7 separate regions of the Mus musculus genome follow, and regions 1, 2, 4, 5, 6 and 7 are each linked to region 3. The links are chromatin contacts, called in public promoter capture Hi-C and targeted proximity ligation maps. All regions are on one chromosome and are shown on one strand. The core of a region is the stretch at or near the end of the contact, and the rest is flanking DNA. Distances in the headings are between cores, read along the strand shown.

The links. Promoter capture Hi-C pulls out the DNA fragments that hold promoters and counts their contacts.
Region 1: a promoter capture Hi-C map of neutrophils shows a contact between it and region 3, with 4 times the contacts expected there. A contact is called at or near these places in 5 of 39 promoter capture datasets (cranial neural crest, hippocampal neurons, liver and 2 more), 1 of 484 Hi-C or Micro-C datasets (cortical neurons), 1 of 130 datasets of targeted methods (memory CD8 T cells) and 1 of 9 other capture datasets (liver).
Region 2: a contact with region 3 is called in a promoter capture Hi-C map of liver, with 4 times the contacts expected there. A contact is called at or near these places in 4 of 39 promoter capture datasets (the 3T3-L1 cell line, cranial neural crest, hippocampal neurons and 1 more) and 1 of 130 datasets of targeted methods (pancreatic cancer cells).
Region 4: a contact with region 3 is called in a targeted proximity ligation map of astrocytes, with 5 times the contacts expected there. A contact is called at or near these places in 9 of 39 promoter capture datasets (the 3T3-L1 cell line, the C10 cell line, HPC-7-derived erythroid cells and 5 more), 2 of 484 Hi-C or Micro-C datasets (CD4 T cells and embryonic stem cells), 10 of 130 datasets of targeted methods (astrocytes, embryonic forebrain, embryonic stem cells and 5 more) and 3 of 9 other capture datasets (adipose tissue, liver and pancreatic islet).
Region 5: a promoter capture Hi-C map of the C10 cell line shows a contact between it and region 3, with 3 times the contacts expected there.
Region 6: a promoter capture Hi-C map of liver shows a contact between it and region 3, with 3 times the contacts expected there. A contact is called at or near these places in 5 of 39 promoter capture datasets (cranial neural crest, hippocampal neurons, liver and 1 more), 1 of 130 datasets of targeted methods (extraembryonic endoderm stem cells) and 1 of 9 other capture datasets (liver).
Region 7: a promoter capture Hi-C map of hippocampal neurons shows a contact between it and region 3, with 9 times the contacts expected there. A contact is called at or near these places in 3 of 39 promoter capture datasets (the C10 cell line, hippocampal neurons and liver), 1 of 130 datasets of targeted methods (embryonic stem cells) and 1 of 9 other capture datasets (embryonic stem cells).

What each region holds. Positions count from the first base shown.
Region 1 is chr19:10,554,027-10,557,175 of GRCm38.p6, forward strand. It overlaps Tmem216 (transmembrane protein 216), which reads right to left and starts at 1,737. Exons shown (of 5, transcript NM_001277860.1): 1 at 1,687-1,737; 2 at 1,037-1,138; 3 at 503-595. The coding sequence starts at 1,699.
Region 2 is chr19:10,303,018-10,306,259 of GRCm38.p6, forward strand. Dagla (diacylglycerol lipase, alpha) reads right to left here and starts at 1,860. Exons shown (of 20, transcript NM_198114.2): 1 at 1,804-1,860.
Region 3 is chr19:11,964,404-11,967,346 of GRCm38.p6, forward strand. It overlaps Osbp (oxysterol binding protein), which reads left to right and starts at 1,441. Exons shown (of 14, transcript NM_001033174.1): 1 at 1,441-1,893. The coding sequence starts at 1,538.
Region 4 is chr19:10,604,320-10,607,145 of GRCm38.p6, forward strand. It overlaps Ddb1 (damage specific DNA binding protein 1), which reads left to right and starts at 1,278. Exons shown (of 27, transcript NM_015735.2): 1 at 1,278-1,447; 2 at 2,526-2,674. The coding sequence starts at 1,387. It also overlaps a transcript of Tkfc not described here.
Region 5 is chr19:10,509,554-10,512,453 of GRCm38.p6, forward strand. The region is part of intron 3 of Sdhaf2 (succinate dehydrogenase complex assembly factor 2); the gene reads right to left. Among named protein-coding and RNA genes, the nearest start is that of Sdhaf2, 14 kb to the right of the region's middle.
Region 6 is chr19:10,575,857-10,578,830 of GRCm38.p6, forward strand. It overlaps Tmem138 (transmembrane protein 138), which reads right to left and starts at 1,530. Exons shown (of 5, transcript NM_028411.4): 1 at 1,228-1,530. Cyb561a3 (cytochrome b561 family, member A3) reads left to right here and starts at 1,301. Exons shown (of 8, transcript NM_201351.2): 1 at 1,301-2,227.
Region 7 is chr19:10,632,657-10,635,607 of GRCm38.p6, forward strand. It overlaps Vwce (von Willebrand factor C and EGF domains), which reads left to right and starts at 1,577. Exons shown (of 20, transcript NM_027913.2): 1 at 1,577-1,927. The coding sequence starts at 1,818.

The DNA.
Region 1 (3,149 bases), core at 487-2,986, 1.4 Mb before region 3:
TTAGCAAGGTTTTTGGTCCTCTATAATGACTTTTGTGAATTGACTGTTAGTATCCCTTACCATTCTCTCCCTTAGGTTTGTATTTTCGCACTAGGATGATATATTCTAAGTAATCAGCAGTTTTGCTCTGTTCTCTGGTGTCTAGGAACTTCTAGAGAAATCCTTGTTTAGAGAAGCGGAGGGGATCTTGAGCTCTTTAGGAATGTACTGCTTTCCTCTCTCAGAGCAAGGAGAAGACGCAGGCACTCTTGTGGCACTCAGGCAGCTGGGAGGACTGGTCTAAGATCAGTGCTACTGCCCGCTTCTAGCCTCACTCACAAACACACAGGTAAACCTTGACCTAGAATATGAAGCGGCAGCTTGAAGCCTCAGGGAAGAAGCAATGGTATATACATTACCAGATCCACTCTGATAGTGAGCCTAGGTTCTTTGTCTTGTTAATCAAGTTACAGGCTCCAGCATGTCTCATAAGCAATGGAAATATTTTCTGAACAACACTCACCGAAAAACAATCGTATGACTTCAATGCCAAGATAGAGCAGCAGCATCACCACATCCAGGACTAAGTTGGCTGTTGGGTACGGCAACAGGAGCCCTACAGGAGGGAAAGCCAGAGTATGCACACACCACCTAGCTAACGGTCAGCCCCACGGCCCCACAAGGATGGACGGCCACAAACCCGGGACAAGGATACCAACCAGTCTTAACATCTCACAAATCAGCAAGGTATAGATTGTTACAGCTACAGGCTTTAAGTTTCCAAGTCCTGACTCTGCCAAATGACTGAATTATAATGGTACACAGATCTGAATATTTTAGTAAAGAGAGATGGGGAAAGAGTTGGGATGGAGAAACCCACATTTCTCAAACTCAAGTCTTGCTGAAAGACATCCTATTTGATCATTCTAAAGCCATTAGTTGGAGAGACTTCTGCCTTGCAATGGAGATGCCGCTAGGACCAGAAGATAGAAGGTTCTTGGAGTATGCTAAAGTGGAAAAGGGTTGCTGGGGCAGAGGCAGATAGGCCCAGGCTTACCTTTGTACAGGAAAATAAGGAGCTCCAGCAGGAAATAGGTAGCATAGTACCACCCATTCAGAAAGAACAGGACTTCCAGGGGGGTTGAGGACAATCTTTTATCTGAAAGAAAGCAAAACAAAGAATGGGCAGGGCAGCTAGAGCTCTACTCTGTTCTGTGTGAAGGTTCTTTGTAATCCGGAGAAATCACAAGATTATTGTGAATGAGGGAGAAACTTCTGATTGCTAATGACGTGAGTGTTGGTGTGGCAGGAACTGCCTTCAATCTCCTTTCTCAGGAATCACTTTGACATCTACTTCTCTGACAATTCAGCTATAATCACAGCTGAGAGGCACCTCAAATATTCAACCCTGTCACTTCTGAGGGGGAAATTGAGGCACAGAAACTAATTCTGTCCAAGGCGGGAGGATTCATAACTGAGCCATCCCAGAATAGGGCCAGCCGGGGATTTTTAAGAGTACGGTATTCGAGTACCCATGCAGGCACTCGGGGTGATCAGAACAACCCAAGCCCGATTTAGACAAGTGAAGAGTAAGACCCCGACTTTTAGAAATGGAGGATTAGGTCGAGCTCTGGAGACAGAGAGGTGGAGGGGGCTGGCAGGTACCCGTGGGATAAGGGGCAGAGACACACACCTCCAGAGTCTCACCTCGCGGCGCCATGTTCAGTCCCCATGGAAACTGCGTACACTGCAGCGCCCGGAGCAATGCGGCGCTGCCGGAAGCGCGGCACCGAGCCGCCCGGTCTTCTGGCCGCTCTGCCTGCCGGTGCTACTCTATGGTTACCCCACCGGCCGCGCCCATGCACAGAACAGCGCCAGCCGTCAACCACCTACAGTGGTCTAGGGGGAGGATGGGGTTTTAAACGACGGCAGAGAGACCAGAACACTTCTCCAGCTGAACTCTCTCCATCCCCGGCGTCATGGCGTAGGTCGTTAGTGGCCCGGTGTGGCCGAGTAGTTGGAGGATCGGCCCTGCGCCCACCATTCTCTTTTCTACTGCATGTGTTTTTTTTAAAAACACCCCATGCCACTGTCGTGCAAAAGGCTTACCTGGAGCCTATGTAAACACCAAAACCGTTGAAGATAGAATGTCCTTTCTAGGAGTACAAGGGAAAACAGCGGTGCTATAATGAGATTCTCCTGCGACCCAAAGAGTGCAAGGGTGTTGAAAGGAGACAGCGTCTGGCCAGTTGGAAATTGAGAAATGTTTCCAACAAGCTTGCGCTATGAACGAACCCTGGCCGCAATTTGAAGCAAGAGCGTGTTGTTGCAGGCAGGGGGTGAAAGAGTAAGATTTCTGAAAAGACTCCAGCTGTCAGCCCTTAGAGTATGGCAGTCAGTCAACAAATAACGGGAGAGAGTAAGTAACCTGTAATGAAAGTGCTATTTCCCTACCTAGTAGGAGTGTGGATAAAGGCAGTAATTGTTGCTTCTCAAAGCAGGTCCTCACTCCGGGAGAATAATTTAAGTAGAAGCCTCCCTCCATCACTCCCCACCTCCACCTCTGCTCTCCTTCCTCCTTCACTTCTGCTTGTGCCTTCCACTGCCTTATTCAGGTCTGGTTTAGTTTGGCTAGACAGGTCTCCTATGTAGGCTAGGCAGGCCTCAAATTCTCCTGCCTCTGCTTCCCGTCCAGTACAGGGGTTTCAAGTGGGTGTCACAATGTTCTGGCAGGTCTTAAATGGAATTCTAAGTTCCCACTAAAGGACCACGGCAAGGTGAGGTGATGGAGAAAGCCCTGGTCCCTGCACCCCATCTGAACTACCTTCATACACACCCCTGCTCTGAGTCTCAGAGGAAAGGAGGGTGGACCAGTTGCTTGTTTTTGTAAATTATGGGTCTTAAATCACTCTGCCTAAACATTTTGATATTGTATACACATATAGTTCTCATGCTACAGTGAAAAGTTTACCCATTGTCAACAGAGATGATATAATCTATAGCCTTAATATCACCTGGTTGGTTAAGAAAATGATGCTGTTTCATGTCAGGATGCCACAACAGCATAGGTACCAAAAGTGGACACAGACTAAGTCAGTAACCTGCAGGAACCTTAGAATATGCAGCTGGGTCTCCTGCCCTCTGGGGTCTAACCCAAAGCTTGGGGCTGC
Region 2 (3,242 bases), core at 610-3,109, 1.7 Mb before region 3:
GCCAAGTCCAGAACTAGAACCGTCCTCGGGAGACCCGGGGCCTGGTTCCAGCTCAGTAGCTGACTCACAGTGTCAACAGATCCCACATCCCCCCACCAGGAGCATATATCCTCTGGGTTTCTAATTTCCCATGACAAACCCTCAACCTATGTCTCCCTTCCTCCCCAGTCACATTCCATGCCTCTATTCCCAACCACCTTGTGTCTCTTGCCCTGATGGAAATCCCTGACCTTCGTATAGCCTCTTGCTGCTTATAGAATTCTCCACGCACAGTCTCCTTCATTCTGGGACCACTGGGATCACTGTGTGAAGTGACTCTTAAAGGTAACAACACCAGCTCAAGGTCACACAGCCAAAGACTGGAATTCAAGTTATCTGGCTCTAAAGACAGTGGACAACATGTCAGCTTTAGGGAACTTAACTCAGTTCCCTCAAAGGAGGGAGGCTTCTCCAAGCACCCATGTTGGCAAAGAAACACCCTTCTCATGCAAAGCTCAGCTCTTTGCTTCTACTTCTGTGCCTTCCCCCCCAAGAAACCCATAACACCCTGAAGTCTTCAACGTCTCTAGGGGTCTGCCCACTGATGCTCTGTGAAGTGGGACATCATGTGGCAATGAGAGGAGGAAGGAGATGGGGGCTGGGAGGGGGGAGAGATAGAGGGAGGGAGGGAAGGAAAGAGATAGAGAGATGGGGGACCTTCTCCAAAGCTTCTCAGAAGACTAGTTAGGATATATGCAATCTCCAAACACTCCCAGTAGCCACAGAACCATCTTCCACGCAGCCCAAAAGATACAATTCCCAGAAACCCAGTAGCACCGCCATCAACCAAGTGAAAGGAAGGGCCCAGGGACGACGTAGCCTGGGCTACTTCTCTATACCCTTCTGAGTCTCCTATAATCAGAAACAAGGACCACCAGTGAGAACCACCTATTCCTCCCATCTTCCTCCAAATGGGGGAGGACTCATGAGCCAGGTAAAGGTTCATAACTGAGCAGAGCTCTACCTGGGACAGCAACCAAGAACCTCATGGTAGACACATGGTGTCTCTTATTCTCATCCATCATAAAAAACACCAACCTTCTTCCAGCCTTCTGCCCCAAGGCCAGCACACCAACAGGCATTAATGCTGAGCCCCATGACAGAGACGTCGCCCCTACTGATCTCCCTGTAAGGGTGGGTATTTACCCTCTTATTTACCAGGGTCTGAGGGCCACCTGTCTTCCCTCACAGTATTAGTCATTCCAGGGCACTGCGCTAAGCCAAGGCCATTTCTCACAGCAGGGCCGGAGCCACTAGTCATGCCCAGGACATTGATTCTTTAAGCCCCCAGGACCATCACTCCAAACCATGTCAAGCCCAAGGCCAGAACCATGCCAACCAACATCCAAGCAATGGCAGCACTTTCTCACACCCATGCCCACCGCACCATCACGGCCCAGCATCAGCTGGCCACCCACCAGCACCAGCTGCGTGCATCGCCCTCCTGTACAGAGGGTGCACCCTCCTCACACCTGGGCGGCCACCGCTACACCAAGGCGGGGGTGAGTCTTCTGACACCCTCGCCAGGAAAAATCACGCTGCCCGTGCTGTATCCACGTTGCCCACGCCCGTGCCATGCGTGTCACCATCCCCACGCCGGTGGCCCGGGGCTCCGCGGACCTCACACCTGCCACGAGCGCGCGTGGCAGCCGCACCTCCGCCCGCGGACCTGTCGGACCGGCCACCGCGCGCAGTGGACATTGCCCAGCCCGCCACGCCGCTCGCAGAGCTCCTGCGCCCGGGACTCGGCCCGGGCCCCCTTACCTCCGGCCCGCCGCAGGGCTCGGCCCGCCGCGGCCACTGCGACCGCCACCTCCATCCTGGGCTCCCCAAGGCCCCTATTCACTAACGTTGCTTCCGCAGGGCGCCGGCGCCGGCGCGAAGGCCGCCTCCGCCCCCCGGGGGACGCTGCGTCCTTTACGTAAACCCCACTCCGCCGCCAGCGGTGACCATGGCGACGGCCGTGGGGCGGCAGCGCCCCCTAGCGCCAGGGAGGGGAGAGGCGCGCAGGCCCGAGGTGGTGGAGCCCTGGATCCCCGCGCGTGGGGGCGGTGGGCGCGGGGCTGAGGCCTCCACGGGGGTTCCGTGGGCAGACGAAAGGGGTTGGACCGTGGGCACTGAACAGGGGCACGGTAGCTGCTTGGGTTCCCCTCCTTCAGGTCCCGCGTGACAGGGTTTAGCGTGGGAGATGAAAAATAGCAAGTAGGATCACCGGAGAACTGGTTTGTTTGGGGGAGGAAAGGAGAGAGATGGGTTCCACCTCCTTCAGGGGACCTAGCAGCGTCTTGAGGAGTTGGGACACATCTTTATCTATGTCCTCCTCTTCCCCCCTACTCTCACCCTCCTCAACACCCAGCATAGTGCCTGACAGCAAAAGGGGAGTTTGATCAATTTTGATTTTCTGATAAATGAAGAAAATCGCCCCTCCTGTTCTCCTTCACACACGCCCATCCATTCATGCGCAAGTCGCTCAACTCGCCTTCCTGAAAGCTGCTTTTTGGCAGGGACACAGCTATGCTGGTGTTCTGGGTTGAGTCTGGGGAGTGGGTGGGAGCAGGCTTGCCCTTAGAGATATCAGGTCACATGGGGGCTAAGCTAAGAGCTGCAGCTGCACAGGGGGTCATAGGTAAGATTGGATCTAGCGGTCATGATGATGCAATCAGTTAAGTCTCCAAAGTCGAGCAGAAAGATATGAGAGGTCGAAAGGAAAGTAACGCAGAAAGCAAGCGTGTGAAATGTTTCCTGGGCTCAGACGTCATTCTGAGAATGACGTCAGGATGATTGACTTGTTCTGTAGGCCTGGAGGACATAGGTGGACATCTGACTGAAAGTGAAACCCTGCATCCGGGACAGACTTCTCCTCGTTGCAGAGTTCAGCCCCTCGCCAGGCAATTCGGTAGCATCTACGGTTATTGCAAAGATAAGCTCTGGCTTAGGTAAAGAAAATGGATTTGGGGAACAAATATGAGCACTTCAAGAATTCCTGGAGAGGAGCTCCCGATGTCTCAGGAAGTTCAGAAATCTGGGGAGGCCTGGGTTCAGGGACGTTATCTCTAGATTGTCATGGTCCATTCAAACCACACAGTTGGAGATAATATCTCTTGCTTCAAAGTCCCAGACACCTGGAAGAAAGAATTATATTGGTCCTGTGAACCATGGTAGATCAACTGATGCCAGGCAGAAAGGACTCTGCAAAATCAGCT
Region 3 (2,943 bases), core at 191-2,690:
GTTCTGTTCCCAGTATTCTTATGGGTTGGCTACCCACCAACTTTAGTTCCAGCTCCAGGGGATTTTATGCCCTCTGCTGGCATCCACAAGTACCTGCACTTAGGTGTACACACACACACACACACACACACACACACAAATCAGAAGAAATGAATAAATAAAAGTTAAACCCTATTCCTACTGCCAGGTCAAAAACTGCTACACTGTAATAGGTGTTAGATTCCCCAAAATGCAGGTTTTGGCTATTTTTGTAATAATAGTTCACAACAGCTCAATGCTGGACTAGTTACTGAAATTTGTGACCTCTAACACAGCTGTAATTAAGCTGATCAAATCTAATCATTCAACACCCAGTTCAAAACAAAACCCTAGCAATAAACAAGAGAATTAATTGTGTTTTTACCACACTAAACCTAACAAGGGCCTTTAGATTTGGAAAAGAGATATAAAGGTAGGTAGTAGGTCTTTGCCAATCTATTCTCCCCGTAAATAAGGTCGGCAACTAGATGGTCAGAATTAATAGAAGTGTATTAGAATCTAGAGTGAAGAGACAGAGGGTAGACCAGGAAAGGGAATGGGGTGAGGATTGGAGGAGTCGTGAGTCCAGGAGGGGGCCGAGGAAGCTCTCTCTGGGTTCTTCCGGAAGCAGGATATGAAAACGGAATCCCTAGGAGACCCAGGAACCATCCATCTCTCTTTATTAAGGCCATCTGCAAGTCTCAATTGAGAAGGAGGGAATTCCACAGCACACCCACATCAAGAGCATTTATAGAGACCCATCACTTCCTTAAAGCTGCAAACGTGCCTGCCCACTTGTGCATCCATGAATTTATTTGCTATCTCGGCCAACTGCAGCTTTCACTGACAATGTCCAGAACCAATCATCTCCAATCATAGCCCTGCCTCTCCACCGACAGGTGAAAGACATAGGTGTCAGCCAATAAAAAATAAGAATGAGTATGTGAAGGCTGGACTCTGCCCCATTTACTTCAATGCATTCAGTAATTGGTAGAAAGGTTTGAGCAGCTGATATCAACCACCAATCCGTAAGGGCGGAAGAGGATGAAGGGCAGCGCGATGGGCGGGGGTGACGTGGCAATGACAGAAGCATAAACTGTAATGACTGACGGAAGTACTAGCCATTCGGAGGCCAAACCGGCCGTGAGCTCTGCATTCTCCCGTCCTCGGACTTCGGAAAGCCACCAATGATTTTGTAGCCCTGCCTGATTGGCTTTCCTGTTAGCCAATCGAAAGCAGGCCTGGAGGACGCGTCGCGCCTTGAGCTTCTCACTGGGCGGAGTAGCATGACAGGCCCGAGAGAAATGCCAATGTCCGCGGGGTCTTCCGCAAGTGACACTTGGCGGCACCAATCGCCGCCCTCCTTCCCGGCAGTCGAGCCCTCCTTCCCGCGGCGGGGCTGGCGGGGCGGGGACGCTGCGCGGCGGCGGCTGAAGCGCTAGCCGTGTTGGGCGCTCCGGGCGGCGGCGGCGGAGCTCGTAGGCGGTTCCGGTCGTGTCTCTCCGGGCGGCGGCGGCTCATGGCGGCGACCGAGCTGAGAGGAGTGGTGGGGCCGGGCCCGGCAGCCATCGCGGCTCCGGGCGGCGGCGGCGCGGGTCCACCCGCGGTGGGAGGCGGCGGCGGACGCGGGGACGCGGGGCCCGGCCCCGGGGTGGCGGCCGCGACGGCGGCGACGGCGGGCGGCCCGGGCCCCGGGGCCGGAGGAGTGGCGGCAGGCGGCCCGGGCTCTGCACCGCCAGCCGCGGGCTCGGGCGGTTCGGGCGCCGGGGGCTCGGGCTCGGCTAGAGAGGGCTGGCTCTTCAAATGGACCAATTACATCAAAGGCTACCAGCGGCGATGGTTCGTGCTGAGCAACGGGCTCCTAAGCTACTACAGGTAACTGCTTCCGGGGCGCCACGCTCACCTGGCCTCCCCCCCTGTGCAGCCCACAGACCCGCGCTGTCACTCTCCGCCGGCTGGCTTCACTGCCAAGGTCGCCCTGGGTCGCTGTCTGTCACCTGCACAGGTTGACAGCTTGCAGAAGTCAGAACCTGCAGATTTGACACACTGCTCTTGTCTCCGCTGTCACCCGCCCCTAGTGCCTCATCTGCCTCCATCCCTGGGTCTTTCCTGTCAGCAATTGTTTGGAGAGCATCTGCTCTGCCATTGTATTTCCGCTACCACGTGGGTGCAATCGCTAATTCTGCAAGTAAGGCACTGTTGTGAAGCTGGAGGGGCACAGACAGCGCGAGCCCGGGCACTGTCCCTCAGGAACTTACAGTGGAAGTTACAACTCCTAACTTTTTGTGCTCTAGTCTCTAAAATTTAATGTTTCTGATACACCCTTGATATACCTGCCCATGTCTACTCAGAATACACATTCCGACATCAGAATACCACACACAGGGAGACTTTGGGATTCTGTCCACCATATGTCTTACCTCTTCAAGCATGCGCGTACTTTCTCGGTCTAGACAGTCCACAATAGAGATGTGTACTCTACCATAGCTTTTACTTTTGCCTGCCCCACCTCTTCCCATGGGAATGACTGTCTTATCCAGCAGTCACCGTGCACCTTTTAGTTTTATTTAAGATTAAGTTTTATTAAAGGAAGAACACATGTTTTTGAAATGATTGTTAAGGTTTCACAGTGCTTATTTTGGTATGGTTAATGTATACTTACTGTGACTCATAGCATGGTCATAACATGTCACACTTCGGGGCTTATATTACTAGACAGAGGTGTTGAGAGGTGATTGGAGGACAGGTTATAAGCTTTCCCAACAGCCTTGCATTGTGGCTGGATGTCTTACATGCAACTGTTCATTTAGTGCGCATAGATCTCCTATCTCCCTGGGAGTTAGGACATGTTCCCATGTTCTTGACAAGAAAGCAGACTCAGCATGCGCAGCTCTCCCAGGGTCTTGGAGAAATCAGGATTTGAAA
Region 4 (2,826 bases), core at 28-2,527, 1.4 Mb before region 3:
ATTGGCAATGTCATGCCTCCCGTGCCTGTGCCTTAAGAATTAGGGAGCTGCCTCAGACTTTGATCCAAGTCCAAACTCTAGTTCGTGGGCTAGGAATGGAGAGGAGCGTGGGGACTGACCAAAGTTCACACCCCCACTTAGCCAGAAGGCAGTGTTTGGAATCATGTCCAGCTTAAAGCTGGGAAGGAGAAAATGTACAAAGACCTTTACCTTTCTGGCTGGCCACACTAGTAGTGAGTCAGCTCTGTGATCCTATTTTACTTCTGGAACACAGACTGAAAGCTCTAGTGAGTTGTCTAAGATTGTGTTGCTGAGAGTTAGGACTTGAGCCCATGTCTAGTCTTGCTACAAAGCCTAATGTTTCCCCTTAGTCAACCAGTTTCCCAGAGTCAAGTCGAGTGCCAGCTGGGGAGGTACAAATCATCTTCAGTTCCACCTGGTTCAAACCTAGCTACACTGATCTCTGCCTCATTTGTAAAATAGGGAGTTAGCTCTCCTCCTCCGGCATTCTGGAGATGCTTCAGGACTAGGCTTCTGCTGCTCCTCCTTTGGGGTTGGGGACATGGAGGCTGTCTGATGAAGCCTGGGACCTGCATCTGCGGGGCTGATTGCACTAGTCACCTGGGTGTTTAGGCTCTTCCTGTGAAATTCCTGCGTTGTATTTGAGCTTAGAATTTGTATCGCAGTAGAGGCACTAATAGTGCTATCAAGTAATTTAGTGGAGAGTCCTTTCGTTTCTGGAGAAATTAAAAGAGGTGAGCAAACACACCCCCAGGTGATGTGTGAGGCTGGGATGATTGTTCTAAAGTCAGTTGAGGGCATTCGAGGGATCAGGAGGAGCTCGAAGAATTAAGCAAAGGAAAGCACGATTCTACTCTGGGATGTGCACAGATGGTCACCTCTTATCCCCAGTCTAGTCCTCCGCAGCCCTTCCTGTTTTAAAAGAGGGAAAACCCCGAGGACGCCTGGAGCTATGGAGGAAGGAAGGAGGCAGAATCTGAGGAAGGGGCGCGGATCTGGGCTGGGAAGCCAGCAGGCGGCCACTTAGGGCGTAGCAGACCAAAGAGGAGGCCAGTTCTGCCTGCGTACCGGTACTCTCGCTCTCATCCGGGTACTGCGACCTCTGGCGGTTAGGAGAAGGCGGGACCTCAGGGGGCGGGGCCTCGCTTGGTTGGCCGCCTCGGGCTCCGTAAGTCCTCCAAGAGGCCAGGTGAGGCCGTCCCGTGATCCTCTGCGCCTGGCCTCTCTGGCCTGCAACGTGTCTCAGGGGCGGAGGCAGCAGCCACGGAGTTGGCTGCGTGAGGGTGGGGGTTCTCAGTCTCTTCGCTCGCGCCCGTCTCTCTATCGTCGCTCTAGGCGCCCCACGGGCCAACCCAAGGCCTCAATATGTCGTACAACTACGTCGTAACGGCGCAGAAGCCTACTGCAGTGAACGGCTGTGTGACCGGTGAGATTGCCCCGGCCGGAGACCCGGGCAAGGGAGGGATCCCAGGCCTAGGGAGGCCAGCGGCCCCAGGGGCGGCGGGAGCAAAAACTTGGGCTCCGGGAATGGAAGGCGCTGGCAGTCGCGGAACGTCCCCCTTAGCTCGCGATCTCAAAGGAGCTGTTCCCACCACGCGCCTTTTGGGCAGCGGAAGCAGCTATTCTGGGTCCTTTTTTGCTCATAGGAGGTCACTTGTTATTGAGGATTGGTCCAGGCCTGATGGGACGGAGAGCGAAGTGTGAGTTGTGTGCGTGGTTGATTGAGTCTTCAAACTTGCCCCATGTGGTCAGGGGAAAGGGGAGATGATAATGGGGCAAGTTTTGAGTTCATAATTTTCCGGTGGATGTCCAGGAGGTTGAGGAATTTGAGCAATGTCTGCACCCCCCCCCCCCCGGCCCTCTCCAGACCCACCCTTTTGCCTGGGGCTGTTGTTTACTCCAGGGCGCTGCTGGAGAACAAGGTTTGGTTGGCCCGTCAGTGTGCGAGCTTTGCCTTGTTTGTGTGCGTGGCTCTTTATCGGCAGTTACATCCCAAACCAAAGAACATTCATCTTGAACTCATATTTTCAGCTACTTAAATTCGTGTATTTACGTAAATGCTAATCATTTCAGAACAAAAGTTTCTTGTTCAGAGAGAGCTACAGAGGGCTGGGTGGTGTTGGTAGATTGCTTGGGAGATAAAAGGACAACACTGAAGGCTCTGGGAAATTTTCTTCGCTTTATCTTTCTGGATGGGAACTCAAGGAAACACAGGCTTTCTCCATTAGCGTCAATTACAGTCTGCTGTTGTAATTTAGAAAGGAAAACCCAACAACCATCCGAAGAATTTTCGTGGTCATAGTTTGTTGAAGGCCAGGCTGTTGTTGCCCAGTCGACAGTACATTTTTAAAAGTCTGATTAAGACTATAGCTTTGTTGAGTGTGTGAAGCAAGACATTGAGGTGCTTCATTTGGTGAGGAGGCGAGGTCCTTAGGTAGATTTATTTAGAGGTACCTGAAAGGCCTATCCTCCAGCTTCCAAAGTTAGAGGCTCTCTTCTTTCAGGACACTTTACTTCAGCGGAAGATCTGAACCTGTTGATTGCTAAAAACACAAGATTAGAGATCTATGTGGTCACTGCGGAGGGTCTTCGGCCAGTCAAAGAGGTGGGAATGTACGGGAAGATTGCAGTCATGGAGCTCTTCAGGCCCAAGGTAAGGGACGGGCCCTGAAGGAACCCTTGGGTGCAGAGTTTAAATGGGATGGGTGAAGGCTTAAGTAGAAACTCTTTGGGAATGGCAGTCTGTAACCAGAATCCCAGAAGGAGAGAGTTATTAGGGAAGAGAACCTGAAGGAGCTTGTGGGT
Region 5 (2,900 bases), core at 143-2,642, 1.5 Mb before region 3:
CTAGCTACTCAGGGCTGAGGCATGGTAGCATGTGTCTGTAAGTCTAGCTACTCAGGCTGAGGCATGGTGGCATGTGTCTGTAAGTCTAGCTACTCAGGGCTGAGGCATGGTGGCATGTGTCTGTAAGTCTAGCTACTCAGGGCTGAGGCATGGTGGCATGTGTCTGTAAGTCTAGCTACTCAGGGCTGAGGCATGGTGGCATGTGTCTGTAAGTCTAGCTACTCAGGGCTGAGGCATGGTAGCATGTGTCTGTAAGTCTAGCTACTCAGGGCTGAGGCATGGTAGCATGTGTCTGTAAGTCTAGCTACTCAGGGCTGAGGCATGGTAGCATGTGTCTGTAAGTCTAGCTACTCAGGGCTGAGGCATGAGGGTTGATGGAGGCTTAGGAGTCAGGTCAGCCTGGGAGCCCAGTATGATCTCATCTCTTAAAGTTTTAAAATGGCTTTTTAATTTTGGATTTGTTTATTTATTTTATGGGTGTGACTGCTTTGCTTGTGTGTGTATATGTACCACATGTGTCCCTGGTGCCCACAGAGCCTACAAGTAGATGCCAGAATCTCCTGAACTGGAATTATATGCTGATAGCCTGGCAAAAGAAGTACACATTCATAAAGTGCTGGAAAACAAACCAACCCATGAGTCTTTAGTTTCATACCGAAGGCAGAGAATTCAAAGCAGCCAATTTGTGCTACAAGTAATAGTAAGGGAAGTTCAGCAGGGGGATCATGGTGGAATAGAACAGACATTTATATAAAGAAACAACCATCTCCAGAAACAGCCAAAAATTAATGAGATTTGAACATTTATTTTAATTTTTCCCTCTTTACTGTCCACAGTATAACAGGAGAAATGTGTTCCAGGCTTAAAGTAAAAAGAATGGCAGCAGCACAAGAGCGGAGGGCAGGAGCAGGGCAGGGGTGGCACACCCTGTTGTCCAGGCCTCACACTGTACATGAGGCTCAAGCGTCCTGCAGGCAGACTCTGATCAATTACAACCGTATACTGTGAACCCAGGAGCAATCATTAAAAACCTATAAGGACATAAATAAGCCAAGAGCGACAATAACCCCCACATACACATACACACAAACAAATTAAGGGAGAAAGAGACAAAGAACAGATGAAATAAACAATCAAAAATGGTAGAGTTCAAACAGATTGAGAATTCAGTAAATATGAAAGATCTAAACACATTAGTGAAAAACAGAGACTGTCAGATCGGGTAAAATGAAAGAGCATGCATTCTGACTTCAGAAAAACTCAATTTAGATATAAAGATCAAAGCAGCTTGTGATTTTATAACGTAAGTACTCTAGCTGGGAATGGAAGAGGAAGTCAGACAGATGGGAAGTGTGAGGAAAGACAGCCACTCCTGAGGCAGAGAGGGCTATGGAGCAAGGCCCTCAAAAGCTGAAAGAGACTCACTGCTGGCAGGTCAATTAGGGAAGTCATCCCTCCAACGTCAAGAAAACAAAACAAATTCTCAGAAAAATATGTCAATGATCTTAGAAGTAGATCCTTCCCCAAGTCTCCAGACGGAAACACAGAACTCCTGACTCACTGACTTCTGAATGTGAGATCTGGGCAGAGCTTTTGACCCACAGAACTTTGAGCCAAGAAACCGATGTAACTCCAAGTTTAGTAAACTTAAAAACTTGGTAAATTTTTACAAAGCAAGAGGAAAACAATCTAAACAGAAAGCTACACACTAAGCAAAAACTAACCAAAAGAAATCTGAAGGCTCAGCAAGCTGGCTTAGTTGATCACGGTGCTTGTCCTCAGACCCTAGAACCTGAATTCAATCCCTTGAACCCACAAGGTGGAAGCAGAGACTCGACTCCTACAAGTTGTCCTCTGACTTCCACATGTACACTGTGGAATGCAGGTGCTCCTCCTCCACAGACACAGACAAAAATAAATAATAAATGAATAAAAAAAAATTAAAATCCCAGACGTGTTTGCACCTAACACCTGACCCTTGAAAATATAAAGCAAAGGTTGAGGGAAGGGAAGGGGTTACTGAATCCCCAGGCAACCCACAATTAGAGCAGATGCCAATGTTCCTCTCTGGGTAACTGACAGAACGGACCCTCAGAAAATGAGAACCATGGAGAGTACAGCACCATCAACCACCTTGTCCAGGCAACGCTCACAGAACGCTCGCCCATAAGAACAGAAGACACACATTCACGTGTATGGAATATTTACCAAGGTACTTGTACTTCAGATCCAAAAGCAAACTTAAACAAATTCTGGCAATTTACCAAATAGTTAAATAGTTAAACATAGGCTGAACAGAGTCATGAGAGAAATTACAAAATAACCTGAAGTATAAAATGTAATGATAATGAAATATAATGAAAATGTAAAAATATGTAACAGGAAGTTAAAACAGTGCTTACCGCAGTGATTTCAACTTATGGGTCACATCAGATATTTATATTACAACTCATAACAGTAACAAAATTAGTTATGAGGTAGCAATTAAATAAGTGTATGGTCAGGGTCAGCACAACAGGAGGAACTGTATTAATGGGCCACAGCGTTAGGAAGGTTGAGAACCATTTGCTTAGAGGGACCAAATGATTATGTGGAAAAGAAGGTTTCTGATGAGTTTAGTTTTTACTTCAAACAACTAGGAAATGCCAATCACGCTTAAGACACGAAGAACATGAGCAACAACAGAAACCACTGGGACTGAAAACTGGAAGCCACACAAAATACCAATGAAATAAAAGGCAAACCCTCTGAAAGAGAAAATGAAATTGATGACAACTTCTGGCTATATTGATCAAGAAAAAAATGAGGAAGGAGAAAAATTACAAATTACCAATAATAGATATAAAAGATAGGGGCTGGTGAGATGGCTCAGTGGTTAAGAGCACTGACTGCTCTTCCGA
Region 6 (2,974 bases), core at 280-2,779, 1.4 Mb before region 3:
CTCCATGTCTGGATCCTTCTTAATGCATGGCGCTTTTTTTTTTTTTTTTGGAACCAGATCTTGCTATGTAGCCCAAGCTCATCTTAACTTCTTGATCCTCCTGCCCTGATCCTCAGGGTAAACCCTGAGAGCCTGTTCTACAGGAATTTACCCACACCTGACAAATACACAACTCTAACCAAGAATATTTAGGGTTACTACAGAGCAGTGACAGCCTGGTCACATAATAGTAGTAATGGTAGTAAATAAAACCCTTATATATTTCATGCAACACTCTAGGAACTGTTTCAATCACAGATGTTATTAAAATCTTATAATAACCTCATAAGGTAGAAAATCAATTCTTATTTCCCTCAATTCCTAGATGAGAAAACTGAGGCTCAGCAAAGGTAACTAATTAGACCAAGATTCCACAGCTGGTAGGTGGCAGAGTGGTATTCTAAGAGGCACTATACAACCAGCCTATTTCATAATTTATAGAGTGCTATCTAAGTAGGTGAGAAATATGTCCTCATAGAAATGGACAGTGTCACATACAGAAGGAGTTGAGAAGACAAAGTACTCTCCTAGAGGAACTTTATAAAGGTTATGACAGAAACACTGAGGCAGCAAGTGAGGGGAGCATATTTATAACTTTACTTGATCCCTGGACTTGAAAAGCAGCCATTTTAGTGCATATAACCCTCATTTTGCAAAGGTTCTGAGGGGTCCGGAACCCGTCCACCTTCCGCGGTGGAAAAGCCCCGTGGTTTTCTTTTCTTTTCTTTCTCTCTCTCTCTCTCTCTCTCTCTCTCTCTCTCTCTTTAAATATATGAATGTAACTTCTCTGGGCTTGAGTTTTCACACAATATCTCTCTAGGTACCAGCGCCATGATAATCTTGTTAACCAAGAGAATTTACTTTAATCCTCATAACAATCTGCAAGGTAGGAAAGAATTATCCCCTGGCTATAGGCAAGGACGCATAAATAGAGTCATTTCCTCCAGCTCGCAAATGAGTAGAGTCAAACGCACCACTTGGTAAGGCTCTACCAAGGGCATCCGTTAGGCAGAAACGCCCCTCGCTCTGGCTACGCGGTCGAGCACCCTCCAGTTTAACACGGTTTTCCTCACCAGTCCCAATCCGCTCACAGACCGAAAGGCCTCGGCAAAAGACTCATAGCAAAAGCAATAGCAACACAAAATTCTGACTTCCAGCCACTCTATGATCCCCAGCATCTACACGCACCTCAAGGAACCGACGTCGGTTGTCATGGGAACACTCGCTCGGCTTCCGGAAGCTGGCTTTAAATTCCGGAAGTAGATTGCTAATTGCCCGCCATGTTAGGGTCTTTGCTTTCTCAGGCTCTCCCTGTGACCGGTTCTTCTATCTTGCCTCGCTGAGGGCCGACCCTAGCGTGAGGTTGTTAACCCCAGCATTTCACCTGTCTCTGGACGGGGTCTGTGGTTAGAGACAAGGCTGATAGGACGCAGCGCTCCTAGGAATCGGACCGCTCAGGAACGCGCCCCTTAGCTTGCAAACCCCATTTCCCAGACGCCCCAGCTCACCCCCGGAAGTGGCCGAGCCTATAAAAATCTCACTTAGCGCCCTCTGTAGCGGATGCCGTGGTCTGCAGACTTGCTGGAAAGTCAGTTCTCCGAGGTTCAAGAGGAGCCTAGGGAGTGGCAGCTCTCGCTGACCGGCGGGTCCCAGAGACCTGCCCCCAAGGTGTCCCACTGTGTGGCTAAGGGTGGGATAGAACCCGGGCTGGGAGAGCCGGGTTATGGGTTCCAGTGGTGGTTCCGCCGCTTCCTTGCTTCGCTCTGTCTTACCTCGGCGTTCAGCCTATTTTTCCTCGTAAGAATTGGACACTTTTCCGTGCCCCTTCCATACCGCAGGTGGTGTTCGTAGAGGCTCTCACGCTTTTCAAAAGGCGTCTCATCTAAGACTTGCTAGAACCAACCTGACTAAAGGAGTCACCGTCATACCCCCCTTGCACCTGGAGTAAATCTGACTGTCCGAAGGACGAAGGACCGGTCTGTGAGCACTTGTGCTAAGGTGGACTTTATTCACACTCCTGAGTGGAATATTATTTGTCACTCACTCCTGAGTCCTGCCGTTTGGAGGGGCTGCCTTTGGAAATGAGTTCTGGGAACTGAACACAGGAACTGGGTGCCTGTACCAGGCTTGCCATTTGCCTGACCGAGTTACTCTTCTTTGGATCCCGGCGCTGCAGTACTTTTGAATTGTAAGATGCAGGTTTATAGGATTTGCACTCTAAATCTGGTCCCCAGAATTCTTAGTGTCCCTCCGTCTTTGAGGAGGAAACAACTAACTCTGCCCTTTGGTCTTTTTGTTTGTAGCTCTAACTTCTAAAAGTAACTGTGTTTGGAGTACAGCCTTTTCCTGAGAGTAATGGAAGGTTCACTTCTTAACCCAGGGACTGATTCTGTTTTAGCTCAGCCTATGAGAATCCTTTAGCCAGTGAATTGAGGAAAACATTAAATAGAGGTTCGGTACACTTCTTAAATCAAGGTAGATAAACTACACCCCATACATCTAACCCTGAGTGGCTTTTACATATTTAAACTATTGGGGCAGAGGGATCATATTGTGTGAAATGTGAAAATCATGTAAAACTTAGACATCAGTGTCTGTGGTGTTAACGAGGCACAGCCATGCTCATTTGTTGAGATACCCTTCCTGGCTACTCTTATATTACACCAGCCAAGAATGAATATAGTTGTGACAGAGGCTTCAAGCCCAAACAGCCTAAAGAGTCTGTGGACTCCCTCCTTGAGCATGGGGCTCAGCCAAGCAAGGACAGGAGACCCGGCAGTGGTGAGCATGTCTGGTGTCTTAGTACAAACTGCTCTCTCAGTGCAAGTGAGAGCGTAGTCTCAGCCTTTGCCTGCGTTCTTTTCCTTGCTTTTGCTATTTTAGGAAAAGAGAGGGCTTATTTGTGAACTGTAGACAGCAATGTAACTAACTTTCC
Region 7 (2,951 bases), core at 327-2,826, 1.3 Mb before region 3:
GTATGCTGGGTGATAAACAACAAATGTCATGAGCCATGAGGGCTGTAGTAAGGGGATTTATCCTGTGTGTAGTGGTTTCAGAGATAGCTTCCCAGGGATGGGAAGGAAGAACACCTGTCTTGTGACAGTAGCAAGCGCAGCCTCTGCCTTTTCCAGGCAAGAAAGCTGCCCTAAGGAGTCTGAAGGTCCTTAGGACTCGATGTGTAGGTACAGAGAAGTCACATTCATCTTTGGCACTATGCTTGCTGTGAGCTTGACTAGATAATAGAATGGGCCCAAACAAGATGAGATACAGGTCCAAATGTAAGTCTCGGTTCAGCCACGTGGGTTAAGGTAGAAAGATGGCTGGCCAGTTGTTATGCCAACAGCTAGTTGTTATGGCAGAATAACCTCCATAAAAGCAAGCAAGCAAGGAAGGAATGGTTTATCTGGCTCACAGGTGCAGCCATCTTGGCAGGGGAAGCATAGAGAGCCAGATGAATGTTAGCACTCACTTTATGGTCTTTGTATTTGGTCCGGCCCATGTGACAATGCCACTCACATTTAGGATGGGTCTTCACAACTCAGTTAAATCCTTCTGGAAACAGCTCTGACACACACAAAGGTTTATTGCCTAGGAGCTTCTATATCCATTCAAGTTGAAAATAACAATTAGCCATGGCACCACAACATCCAAAAGTACTTGAACTTTTCCTCTTACTGCAAATTAAGGGTCGGGGGACCAACAAGCATCAAACACCCGAGTTAACGTTTGCTCAGAAACTAAAAGGAAAGTGTCTGTGAGAAGGCAGCTAGCATCCAGGTCATCTGTGCACAGTTTATCTGTGGTCACCAATGCCAATGATCTTGGGATCAGCACGAGGCAGAAGCGAAGGATTTAGTCGTGCTTGGGAAGTACAGTTTTTAAAAACTAGTTCAGCCAATTTTTCTTATTCCTAGAAGTCTTTACACAGACGCTTGACTAATCCAGACTGGGTAGGGTTAGGCGGGGCTTGCTACCAGAACAAGGTAAAACTCGAGCCTTCTTTTCGCTTCCTCCCAACTAGATCTTTCTCAGTTCTATCATTTTGCTCTACATTCTTCAGCCTAAACCTCTTCTAGCCTGAGCCAACTTCGAAGCCTGAGCCCAAACACTGAACCTTCTAGTTCTGCGCCCCTAGCTCCCTTGCCACCTGCGCACTGCTTTCTTACCTCCCAGGTGAGCTAGGAAGCTGTCCACTCAACCATTTGACTCCCAGCAGGTAGCTTGTGGGTTCAAAACAGGCTAATGTCCTTTGGCAAGGAAGCAGACTAAACCACCAATACACTATCCTTACCATCTAGTGGGCTTGGGGAGAGTCAAAACTGCCTCGCTTCAGTGCCCTGGGTTTGAGTGTCCACAAGTCTCACCTACTGAGAATTCAGATTGGATTCTATGGAAACTCAAAAACCTTGTTCCTGAAGTTTCTTTCCAACTTGGTTCGAAGCCTTCAGTCATTCTGTGGAAAGCGACTCCCAAACCCAGGCTGGGGGTGTGGGCCGAGGGTGAAACCCCGCCCTCGGGGTCCCTGATCTTTGCTCCCGCCCCAGGCTCCACGCCTCCCGGAGAGGCACCGGCGGGCGGCGCTCCTTTTGTGTGTTTCTTTCCAAGGTGCAAGGACCCCCACCCCCACCCGCCTAGGCAGTCCTCCCCTAACCACCAGCCCTCTTCTCGTCGTCCTCAGTCCCTGCCAGCTGTGGGGGAACCAGATCGCTTCCAGGAGGAGGGACAAGGTCGGTAGCCCCCTCCCCGGTGCGGGACCTGAGCCCAGTAGAGTCCAGGACCTCTGCTGCCAGTCATGTGGGCTAGACTGTTGCTCCATGTCGCCTACATCTTGATCCCGTTGCTGGGGTCTTCAGCCCGAGGCTATACCGGGAGGAAGGCGCCAGGGCACTACTCTGCGGAGAGGTAAGAGCCCGGTGCCTTTCAGCGGCCCAGCCTTCTAGCGCCACTGCGTGGAGCTGGAAGACACTAGCATAGGGCAGCTGCTGGACCTGTAGCCTCTGTGGCGAGGGCACACCAGGGGTCTGGACAAAGAGACAGTAGTTTGTGCCAGTTGGGTGGCCCTGGCTGGGGACTGCTCTGGCTAAGGAATCTGGGAGATGGAGATCGCGGCTCCAAGGAATCTTGTACTATGGGAATAGGCTGACCCTCTGGCTAGGGAACCCCAGCACATGCCAATTGGTCTCAACTGCCTGGCTTTCTTCCTTGGTGGTGCGGGACCCCCTCCGTTTCTGCACACGTTGCTTTGGGGTTGGGGGTTTTCTCAGTGTCTCTTGCTCTCTGCACCCGGTGGACCTTGGAGCCACCGGTGGCTCAGGGTTATGCTTTGGTATCTGCGCATGTGTGCACAGGCCGGGGAGGCGGGAGGCCGCAGGCGACAGGCGGGAGGCGTGTCTTTCCAAACCCAATCATTTTCCCTAAGTTTGTCTTAGTCCTCTACCACTAAGGGGTGATGAGGGAGTGGTGATCGTGTGTGCGTGATGCTTATAGCAAGGGTACACGTTGTCAGCGGGTGGCCTGGCCCACGGCCACATCTTCCCAGGGGCGCTCAGAGGGGCTGCCCTGGAGGAAGAGCTTACCGCCCAGCACGTGGGTTCTGCGATCTCTTGCAGTTCCTGCAGATCTCCCACCACCTGTCTCCCTGGCATCACTGTGCCACACACGAAAAGCTCCTTGGGGCTTTCTGGTGGGCACCCTACCCTTGCCTATCTGAAGTGGAACTCCACCAGCTTCCACAGGCACCCTACCATTTACCACTTCGATGGCACCTCACGCCCCTTTCAGAGCCCCCTTTGGCTTAGCTATTAAGTTGTTCTGTAGATCCCAGCTGCCGGATTCTCTGCCTCAGCTGTTGCTATCATCGTTTCTATGTGTGACATCACTGTTGGTCTGGTTTGTCTTCACTGGTTTTGACTTCTGAGAGGAAAAA